3 separate regions of the Mus musculus genome follow, and regions 2 and 3 are each linked to region 1. Evidence: chromatin contacts called from public Hi-C and HiChIP or PLAC-seq data. All regions are on one chromosome and are shown on one strand. The core of a region is the stretch at or near the end of the contact, and the rest is flanking DNA. Distances in the headings are between cores, read along the strand shown.

Region 1 (4,412 bases), core at 1,217-3,716:
ACTCCTGGTTTATCTGTGAAGTGTTTGCAAGTGCACTGAGCTGCAGCTGACTCCTGTGAACTGAACTGCCAATTTCTTGACAACCCAGATGGGAGTTGCTCCAAAGAACCTTTCTAAACAGGTCCACTTCTTATGTATCCTTTCTTTTCCACTACCTCTGGTGGGTGATGGGCTAAAAGGGAGGTTAAAACATTTAAGAATCATCATTAAAGATAACTTTTTAAAGTTTAGTTCCATTTTTTAATTTGGTATTTCATGCTGCTCTAAGTTAAGAGAAAAACATTTTAAATTATTAACATAAATTCAGCCACTCACATTGCTCTGACACATTATTTGATTTGAATGTTGTACCCCATCCCTCTCCAACGAGTGCCTGACACCAGCCAGGAAACAGCTTAGGGTGGTTAGAGGAAACAGAACCCAGTCTGAGCACCTAGGCATGATGACATTGGGCCTCAGAAAGACAGGTGCAAACCCCAGGTGCTTGTTCAGCAAGTGTTTCCCGGACAAACATAGACCTTCATGGGCCATGACCTGCCACGCAGAGAAGTTTCCACTTCGCACCATGAAACAAACTACTAAATTGTTCGTAGACTGGGAGTCGGATCTGGGGAAATCAAATCAGGCAGGTGCCATTGCCATTAACCCATGTCCCAGCTCAACAGAGAAGAGAACTCCAGGGGTCTGTAAGCCTCTGTTTTATAGGTAAAGTTGGCCCCTGGATCTGGAAGAGCATCCTTACCCTGAAGGCAGGCACAAATGTCCCCACACAAATAAGTTGAAAATGTCTGTGCCTTTCTCTGTTGGACTTATCTAGGTGACATGCCAAGAGGAGAAGATGTGGTGTCTCTGAGGTCATTGCTGAATGTTATAGGAAATTGGACATGGTGGCTCATGTCTGTTATTTCTGAACTTAGGGGCCAAGGCAAGAGGATCATCAGTGGTCCAAGGTCAATTCAGGCTACACAGTGACCTTGAGGCTGGACTGTGCTATAGAACAACCTCCTTCTAACAAAACTGAAATGTTCCAGGTGGTTAGGAATCCAGTCGAGCAGTGTTCAGATCAATGTGTGTTTCCATCCACCTCTTCCTCTTTCCCTCATTACAAATTATTTTCCTAGTATGGAAAAATATAAAAATGAGAACTCAAGAATTTCACACTGTGAGTTGCTTTCATCTAGACTACTAAAACCTTGGTTTGCTTTTGGTTCTTCTTTGGTGGTGGGGGCAGGGTCAAGAAGACATAGGGGGTTTTGCTTGTCATTGGAAATGAAATATCTATCTAAAATAAGAACTTCATTCTCATTTGTCATGTCATTCAATCTTGCTAATTAAAATCTGTAAGCATGTCTTTATTATTGTATTTTCCACCTCAGGCAGAACATTAGGGTTAAGAGTTGTTCAAGTGAGGGCCTGGAAGAGCCAGTTTCAAGCAGGTCTGCCTGTCTGCCAAGCTGTCAGCATCCTCAGAGAAAGGCTCTTGTTTCCTGTAGCAGGGTTCAAAAGTATTCTCCGCTGGACTCAAACACTAAACAACGCCTAAACTTCAGGTGTTTTTAACCTTCCCAATGCTACAACCATTTAACACAGTTCCTCATGCTATACTGACTCCCAATCATAAAATTTTTCCACTGCTACTTCATAGCCATAATATTGCTACTGTTATGAATCATAATGTAAATATCTGTTATACAGGATATCTGTTATGTAACCCCCAAAAAGGGTTGAGACCCACAGGTTGACCTAAAAAACTTCTGACCTAAAGAGATGATTTACCCAACAATTTGGCCACAACCAGATGTAGAAACATCTTTGAACAGTGAAGCAAGCACAAAGGCGAACAGAGGAGAGAGGGAACTAGAAATGCTGCCTTTGCCCTGGGGAAGCCAGGAAGTTAAACATTTCTTCATTGGGAAGGAACTTGTCCTGTGTGTCCTCTCTCTGCCTGCTTTTCCAATGTAGGTCCGGGCACACTGGACCAGAGGGATGACTCTAAGTCTAGATTGAACCTCTTGAAACTTAAAGGCAGAAGGAAACCTGCCATCCTGCCTCCAGCCCCATGAGAATGCTGGTGATATTTGAGTAGCCAGAAGATCATCGTAGACAAAAGTGCTTCTACTCTTCTGTTTCCTGGCCCAGGGCTTCCCCCTTGCCCTCCTAGCAATGGACCCATTTCTAGGATCAACCATGTTCTATTGCGTCATTTTTTTTTCTGTTCCATTTGGCTAACAGTGACTCAGAACAGTTGAACAACCCCCTTTTCTCTGAACAATCTGAAGCTCATCCTGCAAGCAGTTTCTCTCTGCCCCTTCATTCTGGGTAGCCCTGGGGTTTCCCCTTTTCTTGAATTCTAGTAATGAATGGTTGCCGAGAAAGCAGGTGATTCGATGCTGTCATGAACCGAACTATGGGTAAGAAGCCCTGTGACATCAGCTGCTGCTCAGTGCTTGCGGCCAGCACTCTGTCATCTGTAGCATCATGGTGCAGTGTTCTCCACTGATGCTTTTCAGAGTCAGAGAAACACAGGGTCTTAGAGGCACATGTGATACATGCTCAAAATGCATGCTCGTTCCTTTAAAAACACTTTTTAAAAATTGGACAGTTTTTATTTATATAAGCAACATTTCTCTCTCTCATCCCCTACTCTCTCCCATTAACACCCTCCTTCTTACCAAGTCCTTTCCTACTGTCATGTCTTCCTTTTGTGTGTGCAACACTGATTTTAATAAAAGTTACCTTCTTGAGCATGAGTGAGGGGTTATTTTAGTAAACAAGGTCGATTTATTAGTGACTACACCACTAAAGACAGAACCACCCCCTTGCGAATTCTGTTTGGGGCCTTTTTTCTTACTAAGATTTTTCTCACTGACCCAAATCCCTTTTGCCAGGGGACAGAGAAATGAATAGTGGGTGGTAAATATTATCTGGTTCATGTATGTAGCCGGGACACGACCCACAGGACCATGATGATGGTTCTAGGTGAGGTGAATTTGCCCAGGTCCACCCAGAACACACTGTAGGTATTGGACAGCTGACGGCTGGGGACGTAGCTCAGTGGTGGAGCTTCAGCTCAGTATGTGAGAGATGCTGAGGTTCAGTCTTGAGACCAAGAAAGAAATAAAAACCAGCTGAATGCTGTAGACCCTCTGGGTCCCTGTGTCTGCGTGGAATGGGTCTCTCGACGCAGGTGGGCAAAGTGTGGATGAATGACAAACAGACACACACAGGAGAGGTTGTGTGGAATCTGAGTGTAATTTTCGAATTGAGCTTCAGACTTTTTATGCAGAGGACAATAAGGAAGTTGGGTGACATATTCATATTTGCAAGGTACAATTGAGGTAACGGGAATGTTACATAAAACAGAGGAATGCAAACACAAAAGGTCTAATGGGAACCACCTGGGATAGAATACATTGATAACAGCTGGGATCAACAAGGGCTCCACCTAAGATTCACTAATCTTAGAAGCCAGGGTCAAGGGCTTCGCGCCCTTGCCATAGTTCCTATTTTAGTCTCTTGTATAGTCCACCTTCCCCTTAGGCCATTGTAAATACATGTGTATGGGTGTAACTCTGCTATAGTTCTAAGTATCTATTCTGATTTCTCCTTTGGTCTGAAACTTCCTTCTTCCTTAGTGAGGGTAAATTCCTGTGTAAGGGAGTGACTTAGCTTTTACAATCTTACTGAATTCCAAGCCCTTGATCTTGGTCAAGGACATTCTAGGACTGTTGGAACACTGGCGGAAGGCTTTAGCCATGTCAGAATTCAATTTTAAAAAGCACTTATAATAGGAAAATACTGAAAGAGAGCACGTGGATCCATACACTAGACTAACATGGTAATGGAACGCGGGAATGAAAAATTAATGTATGGGTAGAGAATGCTAGACTCCAGGAGGAGAGCTTCCTTGAAACTCTTTTGCCTCATGAGTGACTTTTAAGCCTTTCGGCTTGTCCAGCTGACTGACCGGAGAGCATAGCAGCTGAACAGAAACTGACTTTCTGGGCTCCGATGGGTCAGTCAGAGTCTTCTCTCAAAAAAAAAAGAAAAAGAAACTCCTAACTCCCTTGATTCCTGCCAGGCTTTGAAATCATTTGTTTTCAGTGCTTTGATCTTCAGATCTTAATCTTAAAGTTATTTAAATTCCATACCCTAGTTTTCTCAACTATATATTGGAGATAATAATAAATAATAATAATAATAATTCTTACTTGTAGTTAGAGAAGATCCAGAAATTTAAATATGAAAAGCTCCCACCTATATCAGTGTTTGACCCACAGCAAATCCTCTATAAATAATAATGTAATGCTGAGTGAAGTTTTTGCTCTAGGTTGAGAAGTTGCTGGAATGCAGTAATATTACAACCTACCCGGGAGACGAAAGTGCAGCCTTTGAAAAGACCTATGCCTTGA
Region 2 (4,412 bases), core at 654-3,153, 100 kb before region 1:
GCAAACTTTTATGCCTTCTACAGAAACCACCTTGTGAGTGCTGGGAACTCCCTGAATTGAACTTCGCTCCTAGCACATACCAGTTTCAGGGATTTATGGATTTAATTTTTTCTTAATGTGGCATTTACTTGTCCCAGTAAACTTTACTTCAAACCACACAGATCATCACTACGCGAGTTCTTGGAGACAGGCTTAGAAGATTGACAGCTGACATTTGAATGCATCCCTCTTTGTGGGCTTAGCTGATGTCAATGAAGAATTTTCAGCAAGTCTCTATCTAACCTTTAAGTGTGCTTTTTATACATTTCTCTATGACAAGATGGGTTTTATTTGTAATAAACCTAAAAATTGCGTTAAGTTACGGCTGGAGCTCAGGGTTGTAAGTCCAGAGTTCTGACTGGAAGGCCATGAGGTGGAAGCCAGCGTATGCCAGGGCCTTGTTCTGCCTCTGTAGAGCTACGCCGCCATTTCTGGCCCTTCCTACCTATCTGTCAAGTTCTTCACTCTCTGAAGTAGCAATTCTTCCTGATTGTGTACTGAGTGAATCTCTACATGTCGGAGCCAAACTCTGGGTTACAAAGACCTAAAAAACGCGTTTTTTTGTTTTGTTTTTTTTTCTTGTTATAAACTCCACTCTGTCATCAGCTGTGTAGAAATGTAATGTTTGTATTTCTATGTATTAATTTTTAATTACATGAAAATGTACGTGGGGGACCCTGGAGGAAGTAGGGACAGCTGAGAAAAACAGATGCCGGGTTAGGATAAACAGTCCTGAGAAAAGGAAGAGCAACATTGTTCTCCAGAGAGCCAGCCTCCCTTTGATGCAGCCAGACCACCCGCGTGGATGCAGGCTTGGGTAAAACTGGCACTCTGGAAATGGTGATTAGAAATGAGAGTGTTCAAGCCATGAGGGCACCCGCCTCGACTTCTTGGGTTTCTAAGTAGATGGTTCTCTTGGACCGAAGGGCGAGAGGTTGAAAACAGCTTAGGGGATTGTAGGAGAGGAGACCACATGGCTGAAAGGGGGGGAGGGGGGCAGAGAAGCTACTGATGAGCAGCAAAAACAGAGATAGGCAAAGCTGAGCAGTTCAGGAATAAGCTAATATCCATCGCTGAGCTGCTTCCTAGGGGTGATGTGCTAGGACACGGATGTGCACAGATGAGAGTCAGGCACGAGGTTCAGCAGAGTGATGGATGACTGAGCAGTGAGCTCGAGAGCCTGGCTGTCACACCACAGCCAGCAGTGTGACCTTGAACAAGATGCTCCACCTGTAAAGTGGAGACCGTGAATATCTACCCCCCGTGGCTGTGCTGAGGTACACGCAAGACTGTTTCATTAGACATGTGTGATGGACAGCGTTCCATGACCACTAGCAATTTTTCTGTCTGGAGGATTAGTGCTCAGTATAGAAGTTTCTTCCTAATGCTGCGACCCTTTAATACAGTTCCTAATGTTGTGGTCATTGCTACATCATGACTGTAAGTTTGCTACTATTTGGAATTGTAATGTAAATATCTGTTATGCAGGACATCTGATATGTGACACCTGTGGGGGTCGAAATCCACAGGTTGAGAACCTCTGGCTTTGTATCATTTCTTCCTTTTCCAAAGTTATTTACAGTTTGATTAGAGCCATTGACCACTAAGTCAGTGGTTACAATGTAGCGTGACGAGTGCCACTCACTAGCTTACTGATTCTGTCATTTTATTTCATTCAGAAAATAATAAGGCAAAGCTGGGTGTGGCAGCCCTGTCCCTGTCATTCCAGCGCCTGGGAGGCTGAGGCAAGAGGGTTACTGCCAGTTGGAAGCTGGCCTAGGTTATTTATACCAAGACCTGGTCTCAGCCCTATCCCGCCCCTCAAAAAGTTTAGCAAACTAACAAAACGCAGATCTACTAGTGAGACAGGAAGGGGTGCCAGATCATGACTGAAAACGAAAGGAGGATCTTTCTGTGGTTTTCTATTTAAAGACCAGGTGCCTCTTTTTCTTTTTCTTTCTTTTTTTTTTTTATACTGCTCTGGGTGTGTCTGAATTTTCAGGGTGTTCTTATCTGCCCTGCTTTGATTCTGTGACGTACAGTTGCCCTTTCCTGATTCAACTAAGCTGAACTGGACCTGTCTCTTAATTTTCTGTATGCTGTGCATTAACTAAGTTTCATGCTTCATCCTACATCCAAAATAATGTCTCAAAAATAAAGATCTGGCCAGGCGTGGTGGCACACACCTTTAATCCCAGCGCTTGGGAGGCCTAGGCAGGTAGTTCTCTGTAAGTTTGAGGGCAGCCTGGTCTACATAGAGAGCTCTAGGACAGCCAAGACTACACAGAGAGACCATCTCTACAGCAGAAAGGTCTGGTGATGTTTTTCCATGCGAGAACCTTTCTCTGGTTTCTTATTGGTAAGAGGATAAAGTCTGAAACTCTTAACCTGTCCCTTGCCCTACCTGACTGTCCCGTAGTCAGGGTTTCTATTCCTGCACAAACATCGTGACCAAGAAGCAGTAGGGGAGGAAAGGGTTTATTCGGCTTACACTTCCATACTGCTGTTCATCACTAAAGGAAGTCAGGACTGGAACTCAAGCAGGTCATAAAACAGGAGCTGATGCAGAGGCCATGGAGGGATGTTCTTTACTGGCTTGCTTCCCCTGGCTTACTCAGCCTGCTTTCTTATAGAACCCAAGACTACCAGCCCAGAGATGGCCCCACCCACAAGGGGCCTTTCCCCCTTGATCACTAATTGAGAAAATGCCTTACAGCTGGATCTCATGGAGGCATTTCCTCAACTGAAGCTCCTTTCTCTGTGATAACCCTAGCCTGTGTCAAGTTGACACAAAACCAGCCAGAAAACTGACTCTCCCCATGGCTCACTGGAAGACTCCCCCTTTTCTCTACTTCTTCTCCCGGAGACTGCCCAGCGTTGTAATCTCCAGGCCTCCACAGTACCTCTTCATTCAGCACACACTCCCTGGGGCTTCATACTTGCCAGAGCGTTCCTACCGGATGAGAAGCCAAGATCAAAGTCATGAAATTCTTTGGGAATTTTTAATCCACACGAAAAGTCAGACAGTCAACAGAGTGAAATGGCAGATGGGAAAAATATGAAAGAAGGTGCTGGAGAGATGGCTCAGCGGTTCAGAACACTGGCTGCTTCCAGGAGACTCAGAGTCAATTCTCAGCAACCACACGGTGACTCACAACCATCTGTAACTCCCAAGTCTCAGGGGGTCCAGACCCCTCTTATGATCTCCTGGGACACCAGCCACACTTACATATGTGTAGACTAAACACTCCTACACATAAATAAACAACATTAATCTTGAAGAAAGAATGTAAGAGAAGAGTAGAGCAGGGGATTGGGCTGTGGGGGTGTCAGGGGTGTTTCCATTCAGACAGCAAGAAGATCCCATGACTTGGCATTGTCTGAAAAAAGACCTCAGAGAAACAAGGGAGGAGGTAGGGCAGGCATTCAGAGGCGAGGCACCGTAGTGGTACGCAGTGCCCGGGAGGGGTATGAGCGAGTACACAGTGAGCTAAGAGGGGGCTGGACGTGAAGGAGAGAAGCGAGCACGTCTGTCCTTGCTTCCATACTATCTTCTAAACCCAGACTGACCTCAGCCTGAGCACCCACATCCATGTGCAGCTTCACTAAAGATGTCAGGTTCTCTCCCACATAAGCATCACTGAATGGAACAGTTTTTAGACCTGAAATTACAGAGACTGCTCATGGCAAGGCACAATCCCATGTAATTTTTGTATGATTATTGCTCAGACAGCTTTTAGAATGAGAGCCAAATACTGGCCCCTTTAGGATGCCGTTTCATCGCTCCTCTGCACCTTCTGCCTTTTCTTCCCTCTTCCTCATTCCCCTGCCCACCCTCCAGCTGACTCCCTTTTCCGTTTTCATCCCCACGGCCTTATTTCTGGACTACGCCTTTCCAATGTGCACACAGGTCACTGGCTGGAATGTTTGCTCTGGGCCAAGTCTTTGTGATGTCTCTCAAGTCTCCTGTAAATCTTTTCACCCTGACCCTTGAACTGTTATGACTACTCCTGTGTGTTACTCCCCATTTCTCTAAATATCCACCACATTATAACTGACTATGATTTGTTCTGTTTACTGTCAGTTTCTTGACGTTAGAATACAGGTGTCATTAGCTCAGGGTTGTCCTGTTGGTAGGTAGTTTCAAGGGGCCAGTTTGCTTCTTGGCTCACTGAATTGGTGATCAGTTTTTTTGTGTGTGCTTGTCTGGTGAGGCTGGCCAGGTGCAAGGATAACAGGACTGTCGCTCTGTGCACAGCAGTGAACAGCTCGGAGGATGGCTAAGTCAACAACTTCATGGAGGATGTGCTTGCTTCATAGACACACACAGATGGATATCAAGTCTACTTGGTTGCCCACATTTTTGTCTTGGT
Region 3 (4,412 bases), core at 1,179-3,678, 69 kb after region 1:
CACCTAGATAATTAATTTTGAAGTAGTAAAAAAAATAAAATCACAAGGCACTGAATTTAGAACTTGGGCTGAATTTCAGTAATAAACATGGGTCAAGCATCATTGTTTTAAAAGTTCTTTCATTATTTTTCATATGAGTATTTATTTTATGGGCTGCAAGTAGTCAGAAGTCTGTAGAAATACACTGAAATTGCATTTCTAGTTCAGTGATACCCATTTGAAGAAAATTAGAGACCATAAGGCCTCATGACATACTTTATGGACAGCATCCTTCCAATCCAGCACTATCCAAAGCATGCTTATGATATACTTGACACATAGCCTCACTGGTTCAACTGACTTTTATTGAGTTGTATGTAAGTACTGTAAAACAGTGTAGCCTGGACAGCACACATATCAGAGCTTTCTCCTAAGTACAGCTGTCAATCATGGTCAATAAGTAATGCAGGACCCAAACAAAAATGAAGCCATGAACATTTACAGTAATTGTCAAGTTTATTGGCAAGTGCTATTATTAAAGAATTCAAATTGGCAAGTTACAGATAGGGGGAAAAAAATCTTCACTAACCCCACAACCTATAGAAGGGTAATATCCAAAATATATAAAGATCTCAAGAAGCTAACCTCCAAAATACCAAACAACCCAATCCAAAAAAAAAAAAAAATGGGTATAGAACTAAACAAAATTTCACAACCCAGGAATCTTGGATGTTTGAGAAACACCTAAAGAAATGTTCAAAGTCCTTAGTGATCAGAGAAACTCAGATGAAAATGACCCTGAGAATCCACCTTACACCAATCAGAATGGCTAAGATCAAAACCTCAGGTGACAACACATGTTGGGAGAGGATGTGGAGAAAAAGGAACATTCCTCCATTGCTGGTGGGATTGCAAACTGGCTCAACCACTCTGGAAATCCATCTGGAGTTTCCTCAAAAAAATTGGAAATAGATCTACCTGAAGACCCAGCAATACCACTCTTGGGAGTATACCCAAAAGATGTCCCACCATGCTACAGGGGCACATGCTCCACTATGTTCATAGTGGCCTTGTTTGTGATAGCCAGAAGCTTGAAACAACCCAGATGTCCCACAATGGAAGAATGGGTACAGAAAATGCAGTTCATTTACACAATGGAATACTACTCAGCTATTAAGAATGAGGACATCCTGAGGCAAATGGATGGAACTAGAAAACATCATCCTGAGTGAGGTAACTCAGACCCAAAAGGACATGCATGGTATGTACTCGCTAATAAGTAGATATTAGCCAAAACCAAAAAGTACAGAATACCCAAGATACAGTCCACAGAACTCAAAAAGGTCAACAAGCTGAAATGCCCAAGTGAGGACACCTCAGTCCACCTGGGAGGGAGAAGAAAGAAATCACAATGGGGGAGGAAAGGAAGGAGAGAGAGAGTGACTTGGGAGGGAAAGTAGACAGGAAACGGGAGTGGGGGGTATGATTTGGTATTGGGAGGGGGGAAAGGACCAAAGACCTGAGGGCCAGCAGAAAGAATGGAAACAGGCAACAGAGGTTGGGGGGGGATAGACCTTCCAGAATATACCAGAGACCTGGGAAGTGAGAGACTCTCAGGACTCAAAGGGAAGGACCTTAGATCAAATGTCCAACAGTAGGGAGAGGGAACTTATGGAGCCCACCTCCAGCAGAAAGACAGGTCATTGAGTGAGGGATGGGGTTGCCATCCCAGTCAAAACTCTGACCCATAATTGTTCCTGTCTGAAAGAACTGCAGGGATGGAAATGGAGAGGAGCCAGAGGAAAAGAAGGTCCAGCGACAGGCCCAAAGTAGGGTCCAACTCAAGGGGTGGTCCCAAGGCCTGACTGTTACTGAGGCTATGGAGCACTCACAAAAAGGGACCTAGCATGACTGCAACTAGGATGCAGACTGGCAGCAGTGGTATAGAGAGCAGTGTAGACCTGACTGGCCTAGAACTTCTATGGTCAAAACTAACCTGCTTTAGTCTTCCAAGTGCCTTGATTACAGGAAAACACCACACCATTTAATTCCCATAGCTTCTATACCCGGGTAGAACATCTGGTGCCAGGGGAAGAGCCCAGGCCTAAGACAGTCCCCTATTAGATGCCAGTTGAAAGCCTTACTATGCTTCTGACCAATAGGCCACAATTTCCTTGGGTTTGACTCATTTCTCAGAGAGCTCACAAAACTCAAGAGCACTGTATAAACCACAAGGCATTCTATAAACCAATTTTCCATTAAGAAACTGTAAGAAGGAAAGAGAGGTATGGAAGAAAAGAGGTGTAGAAAGAAGAGAGAGAGAGAGAGAGCTTGAAGCTCCCTTACCTGCTTTGGGAGATCACACACACTTCAGTGTCTTCCACACACACTCCGCTGGGGCATGCTGGAGGACACTGTCCTTTACGGGCTCCTATAAAACTTGCAAGTGTAATCAATGCTAATGAGCTGGGTGGAGATCAGGGAGGTGCCTTAACATTCTGGGCCTCTCCCACCTCCCTCGGGCTGGGTGGCCGTCGTCGTCACACTCAAGAAAGTCCAGTTTCTCCGACCTACCCTAGGGACAATAAACTCAGCCTGCTATGGGGAGTTACAAGCTAGACGCAAATTTAAAAACTGACATATCTCATAATGTCACTGAATGTAAGGGAAAAGGAAATTTCAACCAAAACGAGAACACAAATATATTACTCAACAGTAGAACAGCATGTTTGGAAATAATTTGCTTGGCATTATATAAATGAATTATATACTTGCGTGTCACCCTGCCAAAGGAATTAGCATGCAGCATGGCTGTAGGTAGAAAATATGCCCTCAAGTGCAAGCACATGCATGCAAAGATACGAAGAGACATCCACCCACGACACACATAGACACACAGATTCAGACACAGTGACACAGAGAGACAGACATATAGACACACCTGCATAGGAAGGCACACAAGAAAAAAATTTTTATATATATACTTTGAAAGAAGTGAATGTCAAAAAGAAAAATCACAGGGATGGGGTTGCCATCCCACAGTCAAAAACTCTGACGCAGAATTGTTCCTGTCTAAAAGAACTGCAGGAACAAAAATGGAGAAGAGACTGAGGGAGAGGATGTCCAGTGACAGGCCCAAATTGGGACCCATCTCAAGGGGAGACTCCAAGGCCTGACACTATTGCTGATGCTATGGTGTGCTTACAAACAGGATCCTAGCATGGCTGCCCTCTGAGAAGCCCAAGAAGGAGCTGAATGAGTCAGATACAGATATTTACACTCAACCAATGGTCTGAAGTTGGGGACCCCTGTGGTTGAGTTAGGGAAAAGCTGGAAGAAGCTAAGGAGGAGGGCAACCCCATAAGAAGACCAGCAGTTTCAACTAACTTGAACCCCTGAGATCTCTCACTCAGCCACCAACCAAGCAGCTGGTCTGAGGTTCCCAACACATGCACAGCAGAGGACTTCCTGGTCTGACCTCAGTGAGAGAAGAGGCACATAACCCTCACTTGGTGGGGTGGGACTTGGTGTGAGGACATCCTCTTGGAGATGGGGCGGGTAGGGGATGAGGAATAGTCAGAGGGTGGACTGGGAGGGGGATAAAGTCTGGACTGTAAAAAAAAAAAAGATAAAAGAATTTTAAAAAAATGAAGAAGGAGGATTTTGAATTTGAGCCTTGGGCTCAAAAGCAGGGAAGGATGGGGATGATGACTGACAGACAACAGACAGACAGATGGGAATATTAATGAATAAATGACTCATTTGCCCCTGTGCTGGGATTACAGGTATGTGCCACCACACAGCTAGCTACCCAGTTCCCTTTTTGTCGTTGTCATTGTTGTTGTTGTTGTTGTTTTCCAGACAGGGTTTCTCTGTGTAGCCCTGGCTGTCCTGGAACTCACTCTGTAGACCATGCTGGCCTCAAACTCAGAAATCAGCCTGCCTCTGCCTCCCAAGTGCTGGGATTAAAGGCGTGTGCCACCACTGCCTGGTTTACCCAGTTCCCTTTTAAAAGAACATTATAGTGTCCAGTGGGCATGGGGGGGGGGTGCATGAATTTACTCTGGGAGGCAGAGGTAGGCAACTCTGTTAGTTCATAGTAAGTTCCAGGCCAGCCAGGGTTTCATAGTAAGACCCTGTGTATATGTGTATGTGGGGAGGGGGAACATTTAGGAAGGGCAAAATGAGTAGGCTAGCTCATTTTGTATGTCAGCACTAACCAAATTGGTGTAAGTACACTCCTGTCCCCACTTGAGGTTCAGAGCTACAAACATGGCTGCATTTGGACACAATTTAGAAGGCCTGGATCTGCTTTCCCTGGTTGTAATCCTGTTTTGTCTCAATCAACTTTAATTTTTGTTTTAGACTAAATTGGCCTTATTCTAGGTTAACAAAGATATAGAGATTTCTGTTTCCTTTTCTAAGAAACTTTA

What was found. Hi-C and Micro-C count contacts between places; a contact is called where the count stands out from the background. HiChIP or PLAC-seq counts read pairs in DNA pulled down with a chosen protein or histone mark.
Region 2: an H3K27ac HiChIP or PLAC-seq map of regulatory T cell precursor shows a contact between it and region 1, with 2.4 times the contacts expected there. The contact joins two enhancer-like sites. A contact is called at or near these places in 2 of 484 Hi-C or Micro-C datasets (both in cortical neurons), 4 of 115 datasets of contacts at active chromatin or transcription factors (CD8 T cells, embryonic stem cells, regulatory T cell precursor and 1 more) and 1 of 9 other capture datasets (adipose tissue).
Region 3: a contact with region 1 is called in a Hi-C map of Th1 cells, with 2.7 times the contacts expected there. The contact joins two enhancer-like sites. A contact is called at or near these places in 1 of 15 datasets of contacts at CTCF or cohesin (CD8 T cells), 3 of 484 Hi-C or Micro-C datasets (Th1 cells, cranial neural crest and nephron progenitors) and 2 of 115 datasets of contacts at active chromatin or transcription factors (CD8 T cells and embryonic stem cells).

Annotation. Positions count from the first base shown.
Region 1 is chr3:133,434,830-133,439,241 of GRCm38.p6, forward strand. No RefSeq gene overlaps it. Among named protein-coding and RNA genes, the nearest start is that of Tet2, 110 kb to the right of the region's middle. Within about 2 kb of position 2,467, at least 34 of the 459 cell types and tissues checked have an H3K27ac peak or open chromatin away from gene starts, as enhancers often do. A contact at or near this core is called in CD8 T cells, Th1 cells, regulatory T cell precursor and 1 more, where this site is marked.
Region 2 is chr3:133,330,533-133,334,944 of GRCm38.p6, forward strand. All of the region lies in intron 5 of Ppa2 (pyrophosphatase (inorganic) 2), which reads left to right. Among named protein-coding and RNA genes, the nearest start is that of Ppa2, 23 kb to the left of the region's middle. Within about 2 kb of position 1,904, at least 76 of the 459 cell types and tissues checked have an H3K27ac peak or open chromatin away from gene starts, as enhancers often do. A contact at or near this core is called in CD8 T cells, regulatory T cell precursor and thymic regulatory T cells, where this site is marked.
Region 3 is chr3:133,504,288-133,508,699 of GRCm38.p6, forward strand. All of the region lies in intron 2 of Tet2 (tet methylcytosine dioxygenase 2), which reads right to left. Among named protein-coding and RNA genes, the nearest start is that of Tet2, 38 kb to the right of the region's middle. Within about 2 kb of position 2,429, at least 25 of the 459 cell types and tissues checked have an H3K27ac peak or open chromatin away from gene starts, as enhancers often do. A contact at or near this core is called in Th1 cells, where this site is marked.